Linked DNA regions of Mus musculus: region 1 is linked to region 2. The links are chromatin contacts, called in public HiChIP or PLAC-seq maps. All regions are on one chromosome and are shown on one strand. Each heading gives the region's core, a stretch centred on a gene start, on an enhancer-like site or on the middle of the called end of the contact. The rest is flanking DNA. Distances are from core to core; before and after follow the strand shown.

Region 1 (6,793 bases), core at 500-2,999, 52 kb after region 2:
ATTTCCAGCGCTGAGGACCGCACCTGGGGCCTTGTGCACGTTAGACTAGCTACAGCCCCAGCCTCCGCCACTTTGAAATGTTTGAGAAGGCTCTCAATATGTCCCTGAGTCTGGCTTTGAACTCCTGCCTCAGCCTCCCAAGGGTTGGGATTTCAGTCATGTGTGGTTCTTGGTTAAGGGTCTCTTTGGTATCACTGAAAAGATCTTTTATTGGGTTTATTTATTCATTTGTGCGTATGGGGGCGTGGCAGTGGAGCACACACACGTCAAGTGTGGGGACGTCAGGGGACAACTTGTAGGAATCATTTCTTTCCTCCTGTCATGTGATTCCCTACGATGTCAGGCTTGGTGGCAGGCCCCTCCTCCACCCTGAGCCATCTCACCGGCCCCCAGCTGCGAGCAGAGTAGCATCCTAAGCATCTAATTTGTGGTACTTCAGAGGCTCTGGGCCAGAGAGCCAGAGAAGCCACCTTGTTAGGATCGTGTCTAAATTAAGAGCAGAGTGGTTCCGCACAGTTCCCAGAGACTCGCAGAGGATATGATCTCTATTCAAGGCGTCAAACTCGACGTTTCTGTCAGCAGCTTAGGTTCGGGCTGCGCTGGGCAGAGATGAGAGAGCAGAATCACTGAGTGATGCCTTCATTAGCTCCCAGACGGGTAGGACAATTCCTGCAGCCCATGGAGTCTGGAGGAGGAAACTGAGGTCCAGAGAGTTACTGAGACCTGTCTAGGGACACGCACCTCTGTGGGAATCACTCTTTGCTGGGGAGCACGTTTGGAAGTTCTGTGAGGCCCAGAAGGGAGGGTAGTTTGGGCACAATATGTCACAGGGGTGAAGTCCAGAGGGAAAATATATCAAGGGGAGGGCGGGGGACCTAGGGTAGAGAAATGAAAGCTGTAGAATTTGAGTCTTGGGTAAAAGTCTTCCTTCCCACTTAGAAAGGAAGGCAGATTTGATAAGAGAAGCCTCAGGGACCAGGTATGCGCCACTGTGTTCGGCTCAAGAAGAAACTTTGCAGGCAGAGTGCATTAGCGGACTGCAGATGGCCAAAGGGGTGGAGGTCAGTGGGGGGCAGAAGATGGGTTCAGAGGCTTCTGCAAGAACCTACTAAGCACTTGGGAGGCAGAGGCAGGTGGATCTCTGTGAGTTCGAGGCCATCCTGGTTCACAGATAGAATTCCAGGGCAGCCAAGGCTACACAGAGAAACCCTGTCTCCAAGAAAGAAGGGCTTTCTAACAAGGGCTACCAAGATGAATCACCAAGTAAAAGAGCTTGCTACCAAACTTAATCCCCTGAGTTCGATCCCTGGGACCCACAGCATGGAAGGAAAGAACCAACTCCCACAAACTGACCTCCACACATGCACTATAGCACACAAGTACACACATACACACACACAGAGTTAATTAATCAATAACTGGCAGATCTGGCAAACTCCTACTCATCCTCCTGAACCCTAATCAAATGTTCCTTCTCTTTTTCCCATTACTTACACTCTTCCTTCATCTTTCAAACAGTGTGCTTCCTCACCTTATAATTTATTCTGTCCTTTTTAGTGTTTTGAGACAGGGTCTTAGGTAGCCCAGGCTGGCTTTCTTTCCCTCTCCTGGCCTAACCTTCACCTGCCTTGGGCCCTTTGTCTAATTGTCCTTGTTATTTTAATTGGCCACCGCCCTTCCTTGTCCATTCACACTGACTGATTCAGCTAATTATATTCTAAACCTGTCCCTTCTGGCCGAGGGCAAGGCAGGCCTGATGTGTCCTCAGCTGCTGAGGAGAGGGAAGCCACCGGAAGAGGCAGCCAGCCCAGCCGGAGGTTGATGGAGGGAGGCAGCCAAGCATCCACCCACCCATTCATCCATCCATCCATCCACCCACCCACCCATCCATCCATTCATTCATCCATCCATCCAGAGGCTCTAGCTGCCTCTGTGCGTTAGAGATGCTTCTAAAGTTGAGAATTGCCTGGAAGTCAGTAGCATCATCCTCTGTCCTGAGTACCCACACAGAGGGCCCTGGGAGACAGTAGAACCATCCCCTGTCCTGAGACCCACACAGAGGGCTCTGGGAGACAGTAGAACCATCCCCTGTCCTGAGACCCACACAGAGGGCCCTGGGAGACAGTAGAACCATCCTCTGTCCTGAGACCCACACAGAGGGCCCTGGGAGACAGTAGAACCATCCCCTGTCCTGAGACCCACACAGAGGGCCCTGGGAGACAGTAGAACCATCCTCTGTCCTGAGTACCCACACAGAGGGCTCTGGGCCTCGGGGCAGGGCTCTGCCTCACTGCAAAGCCAAGAGCAGGAAGGAAGTTTGGGTCTATTCTGCAGTCAGCTTAGGACCACAGCATTCCCAGGCATTGGAACAGGAGGCATCCGGGCCTGGGCATGGGGCTCAGTTGGCAGACTGCTTGCCTAGCACAGACAAGACCCTGGTTTCAAGCAGCACGGGACATGTAGGTGCACACCTATAATTCCAGCAGTTAGGTGGAGACAGGGAAATCAGAATGTTGGAGTTACCCTCAGTTACATGGGGGAGTGTTAAAGCCAGCCTAAGGTACACCAGATGTGGCCGGGAATGTCTCATGGGATTGTCCATGTGCCTGTCCTTCAAGGAGGGATTGGGGAGGCCACACTGTGTTTGATTAGCTCCCCTGAGGGAGCTCCCCCTCCATGCCCGTGAGGCCAAGGTGTGGATCACAAGCATATGGGGTGGGAAACAGGGTGACAGGAATTTGGGGGTGTCTCAGGTAGCCTGAGAATGCCTTGCTTGCGGCTGGCACTCACCAGGGTTCTGCCCACACAGGAAAGCAGTGGACCCTGGAGACCTTTGATTCCAGGTTTCAGCATCTCCCAGGGCCACTGCCAGAGCTGCTCAGGTCCAAGGCAGGAGAACAAGAGAGGAGATGGAAAGCTAGTCCTCCTGTGGACAGGTTTATCCACACCTGACCCCAGGATTGTGGCTGTGTTCAGTGCCTCAGCCCAGCTGTTGCAGGATGAGAAATCTCGTTAACTTAAAAAAAAAAAAAAAAAAGCATTAATTGAATAAGGAGAGAACCCCTGCCCCCTTGATCATATACTCTTTTAGACAAACCATATGTCTTGGGTCATCTTCTAACAAGAATGCAATAATGGTGCTTTTCTGCAAAATCTAAGCAAAAAAAAAAAAAATTATTAAAAAGAGATAAAACTTACTTTGTCCTTGAGGGACAGAGAGGAAGTCAGATCCTGCCCTGCCAACTGGGTTCTGGAAGAGTATTAGGAGGTCTTTATCTTAATTCTCTGTTGTGTTCTCTACAGAGAACCAGCTTGGGGGGTGGGATGGGGCAGGAAGGCTGGCAGACCTCAGAGAGGCTCATGGGGCCAGATGATGGGGGCGGGACCATGTGGGATTTTATCTCTCAGAAAAGGGAGGATAGAGGCACAGCAGCCATACAATACAGGTTAGCAGGTGTGATCGTGAAGGTGCCCTGGCTGGGGACACTGAGGTGAGCTGGGGACAAGCTGGGAACAGAGAGAGTGGGAGCTTGGCCTGTGGGGTCTTGGTCAGGTCTAGGAACCTGATGGGACCCAAATCAGAAAGGATTGTTCTAGAGAAAAGAGCCTGCCAAGAGAGCTTTGGAAACAGCTGTCAGTGTGCTGGGGGGTGGAGGGGTGAGCAAGGGGGAGGACACCCCCCTGCAGTGACACGTGTCTGCTGAGACAAAGGAGCCTGTGCTCTAGCAAAGGGAGTGAGCAGAGAAGGGAGACCCGACTGGGTTACCCAGAGTCAGACCATCTGGAGACACACTGGGGAGCCAAATGGCCCTGGGGGTTCCCTGCTCCGAGCTCCAGGCCAGCCCACCCATGGGTGCTCTCCCTACACGCTCAGCTGAGACTCCTGGGAGAGGCATTTCAAGGGAGCAGGCTTCTGCTTGGACATTTGATAACCTCTTCTTCCCCCTTTGCGGCCGGGCTGTAGCTCACACCCCAGACAACTCCTTCATGGGCTTCGTGTCCGAGGAGCTCAATGAGACCGAGAAGCAGCTCATCAAAGATGGCAAGGCCAGCAACATGGCGGTGGTGTACGGCAAGGAGGCGAGTATCTGGAAGGTGAGCCCCAGCAAGCCCACTGCCAACCACACCGGCTCCAATGCGGGCCATACCCACAACACTTGCTGAGTGTGTGTCACACCCACGCCAGTACCAGACACATTCACTGTACCTTCTGTGCCTTCACAAGGACAGGCCACAGCCCCTTCTGACACAAGCCGTGTCCACCGCACTGCCACCACCACCCAAGCATAGGCCACAGCCACACAGATCATCTGCATGCCAGCGCTGGACACGCCTACCGCACCTGGTTCTGGTGCTGATCACCCCCATAACCAGGAAGGCTCCAGCCACACAATGACAGGGCTTACCTAGCCAAGGCCATGCCTCTGCAGTCCATGCCTGAAGCTGCAGGCACAGGTGCAGGATCCAGACGGCAGCTCCCATCTGCTGCACGAAGCCTAGGGCATGCACTGGATTATTGCAAATGGCTCCAAGTAGTCCCTAACAAGATGGCGACTGCCCCCCTCCCCCCAACCCCTGCACTGTTCCCACCGGACGGCCGCTCTGTGGAGGACTCTGATGAGATCCTCCTGCCCTGCATCTAGGAACTAATAAATGATGTAAACCCCATGGGGAGCCTTAGGAGAGTGGAACTTGGTGGGATGAGAGGCAGGGGTGGAGCTTAGAAATTAAGACGCCATCTTCCAGCATGGGTCCCCCATCCTGGGAAACTTATGCGGGTGGTGCCTGCCTCTGGTCACGCCTCTGGTCACTAACCTGCTCTCTCTGTTCCCTATGCTCCATGGCGACGAGGCAGCTCCAGGTACGGACCGGAAGCCTCCATGCGCGTGCCTTTGCCTTACTGCAGCAGTGGCTGCTCTGTGGGGTCTCCCTGATGATGTGTCCTTGACTCTAACACTAGCTCCATGGAGGTACCAGGGGGAGGAGGGGAGGGCGAGGGGACGGCAGGGTCCACGGAGCAGTCTTCCCTGGGTCCCTCCCTGTGAGAGTTCCTGGGTACAACCACAGACAAGACTGAGGGTGGGCGTGTCAGAAGACAGGCACAGGCAGGTGGATGGTACAAAGACAGGGTTGGGCTGGGGAGTGTGGCTCAGTCGGTAGAGTGTTTGCCTAGCATGCACAAGCCCAGGGTTCAGGCCCTAGAGCCCATAAGCAGTGTGAATGGAACAGTAATCTCAGGATTCAGGAGGTAGGGCCCGGAGGATGACAAGTTCAAGGTCATCCCAGGTACACAGCCGGAGTCCTGAGTCACGCTTGTGACACAGCTGTCCTATTGAAAAGTCTCATGCCATATTTGGTAGGATTAGATCAGATGTCACAGGATCGCAGTGACCAGACAAGACTTTCACAGTCTCAGGAAGTGGCCAGGCTGAGGTACATGGTGCCTTGGGGACATGGTGCTTAGTCTACACCCCAAGTCTGCCACAGGCTCAGGCTGGCCACAAACATCTGGGTCTCAGAGACACACATCAGTGAGGAGGGTGACCAAGGCGGTCTTCTTCCTACATAGCCCAGTGGCTGTGTCTTTAGCTCATGGCTCCTACCCAGTTTCAAGGGATACCAAGGCGTGGCTTTATTGTAAGCCACTGGGGATGCACCAGGTCTGGGTTCCTGCTGAGGAAGGAAGAGAAGCAAGCGTGGGGCAGTCTCTAGTCTAGCACACTGAGGTAATAGCAGAGGCTGGCCCTGTGCTGTAACTCCAAGCACTGCTGAGGGCTCACAGGTATTACCTCCCCAGGGTGGAGGATGGCATGCTATCGAGCTTATTATATAGATGGGGAAAATGGGACCCAGCAGGTTGTAGGGTGAGCTCACACCTAGTCAGTGGCCAAGAGAGCACTTCAGCCACAAACTAGCTGCGCTCAGAGATGTCTGGGGACAGAAAGAAAGCCCAGAGGCAGAACTCGTGAGGCCACCAGGGGCGTCAAGTCAAGCCTAGGAAAGAGCGCAGTGGGGAGAACCCTTCACCGACAGAGAGTGGGTGACTGAAGTCTGCAAATGGGGCAGATGCCAGGGAAAGCCTGGGGCAAGATGGAGGAAGGAGGCCTCCATCACCCTTGTCTTGTGTAGAAGTTAGCATCTCACCAGGTGCGTGGGTATGTGTGTATTAAGCAGGCCTATCAAGTCTTGGTTTTTGGGAGGCTATGGCTTTGGGGCAGTTTGATTACAGGGGTTACAAGGGGCTGACAGACAGAGTGTGGGGTTCAGCAGGCTGGGGATAGGCATCCAGCAGGCTCCAAAGGAAGTGTGCCCAGACAGCAGACAACCCAGACAGTCAAGTGGCAGGCAGAGGACAAATGGTGACATGAACCCAGACTTATCACAGCCCTCTGAGAGCAATGGAGTGACATGGAGGAGCACAAATGCACTGTGTGTGTGTGTGTGTGTGTGTGTGTGTGTGTGTGTGTGTGTGTGTATCTGTGAATTTGTGTATATGTGTGTGAGCTTGAGTGTATGTTTGTGTGTGTATCATGTGTGTGGTGTGAATAAGAATGTGTGAGCTGGACAGTGGTGGTGCATGCCTTTAATCCCAGCACTTGGGAGGCCAGCCAGGTCTACAGAGTGAGTTCTAGGACATCCCCTGTCTCAGCCTCCGGAGTGTTGGGATAACAGGTACGCACCACGCCTGGCTAAGCCTTGACTTTAATAAAAATTGAAAGCTGTCTTTTGCAGACCGTGCCTCTGGTGCCGTAGCCAAGAACTCGTGTTTATCCCAAAGCCACAGCTTCTCTCT
Region 2 (7,056 bases), core at 4,220-6,719:
ACCCGAGAAGGGCCGGTTGGCTCCTTGGCACTCTCTCTCTCCCCCTCATATTCTCTCTCTGTCTCTGTCTCTGTCTCTGTCTCTCTGTCTCTGTCTCTCTCTCTGTCTGTCTGTCTGTCTCTCTCTCTCTCTCTCTCATTCAGGGATTAATTCATGTAAGTACTCACACACAGCTGCTACCTACCTACCCAGCAGAACTGCCAAGGTACAGTAGCTCTGTTCTCAGCTCCCACAAGCTGTGCAGCAGAATGGCATAAATAAAAATAAACCCCAGACGCTGCTTTTCAATCGGAGGATTAGCCTAAATGTTGTGAAACAGAAAGCATGAAATATGCATTGGAGAAGCGGCCCTCCCTGATCGGTGGCCTCCTGACTGGCTCTAGGCGCAGGGTGCAGGGTGTGGGGCTGGTTTTCCCGCCCGCGCCGTTGATGATTTGTGTGCGGTGTCGGTAAATGCTGTTATGACATTATTAATGTTCCGCACTCCAGCAAAGGACAATGGCCTATTGCCTCGTAATGTGCTGTCTGCTGCTGCTGCATCGTGAGCACATGAAATGGGGATTTCAAACTCCGTAAACGGCTTGCTTCCTCCTGCCCAGGTCTGTGCGCTGCAGAAGCTTCTTGAAGCCCTGGGAAGGCAGGAGAGGAGTCACAGCTCTGATGGCCAGATAGGCCCTGAAGGAACTCCAGTGCAGGGTGCATGGGGGGGGGGGGGGGGGAATCAGGGATGGACGACCGGAAGCTCCAGGGAACAGTTTACTCTTAGGCTTCCAAATTAAATTCAGTATTCACCTTCCTTCCTAGGCAAGATAGTGTGTGTGTGTGTGTGTGTGTGTGTGTGTGTGTGTGTGTCTGTGTCTGTATCTGTGTGTGTCTGTGTGTGTCTCTGGGCTTGAGAAGAGAAAGAGGAGGGCTTGACCCCAGGAAGCTGGCCTTGCTAAATGAGTGGGGCCACAGATACTCTTCTGCCCCTGGGTGGTACCATCCACAGAGATGCTGTCAGGCAGGCCATCAAGTGGATTTTACTGGCCTTACACAATGTTCTAAAAATATTGAGCCTACATTTTTAAATTATGCAACTTCACAGATTTTTGGCTTCGTTTGAAGTAAGTAGCTGGGCCCATGGCCACACAAAGCTGTGACTGTCTGTGCAGTCCTCAGGGGATACAGGTCCTCAGCCATCTCTAACCACTTTGTCCTGTTCCTTGAGATCCCCGTGAAGGGCTGGGACAGCACCGTCACCAGAGCTCCCAGAAGGATTCAGCCCTCTGATACAGTGAGTTCAGAGATCCGGCTTCCAGAGAGTACAGGGCTTTTCTTTTCATGCTGATGTGCTATGGTAACCTAGGCAACAACTTCAGTGGCTTTACTGGTAGGTTTGACCCACTGGTCCAAGACCCTGAATATGGGTACCTCCCTTACTTTTTAATCTTTTCCAGAGGGGCCTCTTACACTTTCTTCAGCAGAGGAACTCACTACCACTCGGGCCTGCTGCTGAGTCTGGGTTTCTCCTGGCACCTTCAGCCCGGGATGCCAGGGAGAGGGACTGAAGCAAAGTAGTTCTCCCACAAAGAAGAAAGTAACTGAGAGGAAGACGGCTCAGGTCAGGAACCCTCTTGAGCTGACACATCTTTCGAGGTGCCCTCCAGCAGGCCTGCCTCAGTTTCTACTGCCTGCTCCAAGATGGCTTACTTAGGAACCCTTCCCATTAACATTTAAAAAGGAAAGGAAGAAAGCATGGTGCTATGCGCCTCTAATTCTCATACTTGGGAGGCAGAGGCCTACCTGGTGAGTTTCAGGCTAATCAGGGCTATATGGAGAGACTCTGTCTCAAAAAAATTATGATGAATGTGGTAGTTTAGGGCTGTGATCCCAGGACTTGGGGAGGTAGAGGCAGGAGGATCAAGAATTTAGAGTCAGTCTCAAAATATAGAAAGTTCCAGACCCACCTGGGGGAGGGGCGTGCCCTGAAAGAGAATGGCCTCCACAGGCTCTTGTGTTTGCATGCTTGCTCCTCAGGTGGTGAACTGATTGGGAAAGGTTAGGAGGTGTGGCCCTGTTGGAGGTGTGCCACTCACTGGGAGTTGGCTTTAAAGTTTCAAAAGTCCTAGGCAAGTCTAGTGCCCCTCTCCTTCTGACTGCTGTCCGCCAATCAGGATGCAAAGCTCTTAGCTACTACTCCAGCACCATGGCTACCTGGGTGTTGCCATGTTTCCCACCATGATGATAATGGATTAACCCTCGAAAAGTGTGAGCAAGCCCCAAGTTAAGTTTTATAAGTTGCCTTGGTCATGGTGTCTCTTCATAACAATAGAAAAGTAGACACTGGGCTATATGAGACCTTGCCTCAAGACAAAGCACAGGTGTGCCAACAGGGTGACATCAGGGACCTAATTAGAATAAAGCTTTGGTCTTGCTGAGTTCCACAGCTGAGTCTGCTGTGTCCCAGGGGTGAAGACCCTGGGTCCATTCTGCAAGGCTCTGGTTTTGGGGTTCTGAGACAGGGACTCAAGTGCAATCGTTTGTCTGGGAGCTGACCCCAAGAGTATTGGCTGAAGAATGACAGTTGTCATGGGACAGAGAGGGTGGCTATTCTCAGACACAAGGAATCATAGAGTAATGGGCAACTCAGCAACAAGAGCGCTGTCTTACCAGGAGTGTGTGGGACACGAGGCTCGGAGTATCACACCTAAGTGGGACACAGGCAGGATAGCTATCTGTTGCTGCAGGGTGTTTCTGGGGCCACCTCAGTTTTCTCCCTGAAAGTGGTCATATCCCCACAGCCTCTCCCCACAAGCAGAACTGTCTCAGGAACAGTAGTTTTAGTGTGTAGAGGCGAGTGTAGAGGAGATGCAGGCACCAGTGGTGCCAGCTACAGCAGACAGAAATAATGGCAGGCATCCACATAGCAACCTTGTGAAGCCAGTGCTATATAAATAGCCCGAGTCACAGTGGGGGAACTGAGGCACAGATCTCTTGTGTTCAAGGTTACATAATACTAGATTCATAATTTCTCTCCTACTGTGCCCAGCAAGGGGGCCATGTGCACTGAACTGGACTGCAGAGACAAGGCTGGCAAAAGCAAGCACACGGCTAAACAATCTGTCATAGCAAGTAACCCTCGCTCTTCCTCTGCGTCTCCACTAGCTGTGAGCCTGCTGCTCAATGCAGAGGCAGGCAATCCCTCTGCTGTCTATATGGACAGTTCCAATAGAGTAAGATCCAGAGGAAGAGGTCAGTGGGGAGCTACCTCCTTCTGAAACAGAGTCTCATGTAGCCCAGGCTGGACTCAAATTCACTGTGTAGCCAAGGCTAGACGTAAGTTGCTGATCCTCCTCCCTCCACCTCCTAAGCACCAGGATGCTAGGTGGACACCACTCCTAGCTGGGAGTGTCCTTTCCCATGTTCTAAGTCCAAGTTCTGGTTGAAGGAAGGCCATTTCCCCAGATGGTACACTGCAGTCATACCTACTAGGGCAGACAACCCTCAGGGATGTCAGAGAGGCATAAACAACCCCCCTTGAGCTTGGGGAGATGGGAGGTGTCAGGTCAGAAGAGACATTCTTTTGTGTGTGTGTGTGTCATGTGTGCATGTGTGAGGTCACATGTATGCCATGATGCAAGTGTGAAAGTCAGGGGATGTGAGAGAGTGGGCTCTTTTCTTCTACCTTGTAGGTCCTGAGGTCACCAGTCTCCCCATGCTGAGCCATCTCTCAGCATGCTCAGCATCTCTCATCTCTCTGGACCACATTCAAAGTTCTTGACTTTGAAGAGCCAGCAGAGCCTTCGTGGTCTTAAGACGTTCAGGCTGGATCAGCACTACCCAAAACCAGACAGGCACGACTCTGGTCAGGAAGTGCCCCAAAGCCTTGGGTACCGAGTATAAGACAGTCTGTGATGGTGAGTCTCCTCCCCAGCTCAGGAGAAAGCCCTTTGCTCTGGCTAGTTTTTCGTTGTTATTGTTGTTGACACAAGCAGGACTTACCAGTTTAGAAACTGTCTTCTATCATAGCGGTCTACAGGCAAGCCTGTGGGCATGTTCTTGATTAATAATGTAGGAGGTCCCAACTCACTGTGCTGGTGCCGCCCTGGGCAGGTGGTTCTGGGTGGTGTAGAAAGCAGACGGGAGCCTTGGAGAGCAAGTCTGTAAGCAGCACTCCCCCACGGCCTTTGCACACACCCACCCACACACACCCCCACAGTCTCTCTGTCAGCTCCCGCCTTCAGGTTCCTGCCTTGTGTTTCTGCCCTGACTTCCCTTCATGATTGACTGCCAGGGGAAAGTGTTAGCCAAGCATAGCCTCTCTTCCCAAGTTGCTTTTGGTCAGGATATTTATCTCGGCAACAGAAACCTAATTAGGACACCCGTGTTTTCTTCCATCTTAACCTGGTTCCATCCAAGCACCCTGGCATCCCCAGGCCCTTTGCAGCTTTCTCTGCCTCCCTTGAGCCTTTCCTTACCAGCGGTGACTGCTTTGTCTGCTTCTCCACCAGCGTTCACCTGTTACCTAGTTGCCTTACTCCCGCCAACGAGAAAACAGGCGATAAATTGGTGTTGGCGAATTGATGTGTTCGCTCGCTCGCTAGGTAGCACATTTGCATTGAGCAAGGGCAGTCTGACCGTGCCTCAGTGAAAGAGTGACGGATGGAGGAGGGAAATTCGGGCACTCCAGCCAGCTGGCTAAGGAAATGTCTGAGGGCGATGGGGTCTCTGCTGGGCCTCTAAATCATGCATCTTGTCTGGGTGCCTCCAGCTGCCACAAGCCTGGGTGATAATTTCATTCCTGGCTGTCAAGACCAAACTCACATCAACTCTAAGTGAGGAAGTGACAGGACAGTACACACACACACACACACACACACACACACACACGCAGGGATGGTGTGCGCAGGGCTCAACAATGCTAAAATTTAAGCCTGTGGGTTTGGGAATTGACTTTAAAGAGCCTTGGTGAGCTTTTTGGTCATTAGTTGTATACTAGAAAGCCCGTTAACTCAGTGATTGAGAGGGTCCAAGGCTAGACCTCAGGCATACAGCTGACGGCTCCTGGCATGAATGCCACAGCCCCAGTTTATTATAGGCAAGTGAGAAGTGGGAGGACTCGGGGAGTTTCTCAGGGTGGGTGGGTGTTGCCGAGAGAATCAGCGGGTGAGAAGCCATAGGTACGGAAGCTCTTGGGGGTGGTAGTGGTGGCTCGTGCTCTGCAGGAGAGACAAGGGTCCCCTCTCCGCGCCCCATCTCCCCTGCGCGATGCAGTTACCGGAGCAGCCTCGGCTCTCCGGTCTGCTGGATGCCCTAGGAAGTTGCATGGTCCAGGGAGGGGCGCAGAGCCATGGCTCCCGCGCTCGCGTCCCCCTCCTCCTCGCACAGCCCGGGGAGGGAGCGCAGCGAGACTGCGGCCACCAGATGGCGCTCAGGCGCCGAGGAAACGCGAGGCCGCTCCCGGGCCGCCTCCTCAGAGGGAACAATGCGGCGCCTCGGGTTGTAGCGCCGCGCGGGAGCCCGGAGCCCGGAGCGCGGGTGGCCGAGCGACCGAGCGGGCGAGCGGGCGGGCGAGGACGAAGGCAGGCGAGCGCGCAGCCGTTCCTTCCCAAAGCCATGGGCGCGGCGCTGCGCGCGGCTGCAGAGCGGCGCGGCCGGAAGGTGCGGGGGGCCGGGGTGCGGGCCTGGGGCCGCCTCTAGCCGGCTCTGAGGGCGCGGGCCCCGGGAATGAGGGCGCCCGCCGCGGGAAGCCCGTTTGCGCGCCGCGGCGCCGTCCCGCCCAGCCAGCGAGCCTAGCAGGCAGACGCGCGGCCGGCGATCTGGGGGCGCGCCGCCTCGCCTTCCCCAAAATGTGAATCGGGGAGGGCGGAGACGCAGAGAGCGCCCGGCCCCAAGCTCTCGCCGAACCCCTGCCCTGCGCGCCCAGGCCGCGCCGTGCCCCGCGCGGGGCTGCAGAGCCACCGTGCCCCGCGCTCCCTCGGTGCTGCGACCCCCCGGCTTCGGCCCGCAGCGGCTTCGTGGTTCCCGAGGCGGTCAGAGCCGGGCCCAGGACGGTGCGTCCGGCCTCGCCCCCGGCTTCTCGCCCAGACAAGTTTGAACAATGATCACAGTCAACCCAGATGGGAAGATAATGGTCAGAAGATGCCTGGTCACCCTGAGACCCTTTCGGTAAAGTTCTCTACTGGTTGGCGCAGGGAGGTCAAGACCTCCCCAAGGGGACTCATGGTGGAGCTGGGCGAGGTCGGTCCCCTCAGGGGGTGCGAGTTCGGGTGGCAAAGGAGGTTCGCGAGTCTATTCTCGATGAGGGCCATGGGGATGGGAAGACGGAATTAGATAGGGTTGGGGTATGTGTGTGTGTGGGGGGGTGCGGGTCTGGATCTTTCTTGAGTTGACCAAGATTGGAACGATATCAGGTATAGAGAGGTGAGCATGGAGTCAGAAAACACCAAGATCAAGGTCCTGGGCTCCAAAGTGGCCCCAGCCAGCAAGTCCCTTTCCTGCCCCTTGCGGTCTTTTTCATCTCTTGTCGGTCCTATCTGAGCTGCGAAGTTACTGTGGGGTGCCTAGGAAGCACCCCTGGTGTCCCGCCTGTCTCCTAGGTCGGCCCGCCCATCCTCTGCCTAGTTCATCCCCCTTCCTCTCCCCCTCCCTCCCCCTGCATCTCACTCATCTTCCTGGTGGGGGACAAACCTGGGTCTGACAGGAACGTCCCCAAGATTGGGGCAAGGACCCCCTTCTGCTAGGGATTCACTCCCAATCGCGGATCTCCAACAGACTAGATAGGCATAGCAGGTGCATGGAACACCTCCCTCCCTCCCTCCCTCCCTCCCTCCCTCCCTCCCTCCCTTCCCGTGGACAGTCCTGGCCAGGCAGGGGTGCAGTTTGTGAGAGACTCGCTAAGACCTGTTGGTCCAAGAAGGGACCCCACTTCCTTCCCCCAGACTCCAGCAGAGCTAGGCCCCGAGGCCAGACTAGGGGAGAGGGTGTCTGGGAGGCCTGAAGTACTGCCTTGTTTGGCAGCTGGGCTTCAGAAGACACAGAGGGAGAGATGGGCACCGTTGTGGGGGTGGGACT

Evidence for each region. HiChIP or PLAC-seq counts read pairs in DNA pulled down with a chosen protein or histone mark.
Region 1: an H3K27ac HiChIP or PLAC-seq map of embryonic stem cells shows a contact between it and region 2, with 37 read pairs. The contact joins the enhancer-like site here to the promoter of Mgat5b in region 2. A contact is called at or near these places in 13 of 39 promoter capture datasets (cranial neural crest, embryonic stem cells, epiblast stem cells and 7 more), 1 of 15 datasets of contacts at CTCF or cohesin (embryonic stem cells), 16 of 484 Hi-C or Micro-C datasets (the G1E-ER4 cell line, cortical neurons, embryonic fibroblasts and 8 more), 13 of 115 datasets of contacts at active chromatin or transcription factors (craniofacial prominence, embryonic forebrain, embryonic hindbrain and 4 more) and 4 of 9 other capture datasets (adipose tissue, embryonic stem cells, macrophages and 1 more).

The regions. Positions count from the first base shown.
Region 1 is chr11:116,969,337-116,976,129 of GRCm38.p6, forward strand. Mgat5b (mannoside acetylglucosaminyltransferase 5, isoenzyme B) reads left to right here. Exons shown (of 18, transcript NM_172948.3): 11 at 3,965-4,095; 12 at 4,856-4,861. Among named protein-coding and RNA genes, the nearest start is that of Gm33829, 41 kb to the left of the region's middle. Within about 2 kb of position 1,750, at least 7 of the 459 cell types and tissues checked have an H3K27ac peak or open chromatin away from gene starts, as enhancers often do. A contact at or near this core is called in embryonic stem cells and trophoblast stem cells, where this site is marked.
Region 2 is chr11:116,913,394-116,920,449 of GRCm38.p6, forward strand. Mgat5b (mannoside acetylglucosaminyltransferase 5, isoenzyme B) reads left to right here and starts at 5,470. Exons shown (of 18, transcript NM_172948.3): 1 at 5,470-6,150. The coding sequence starts at 6,083.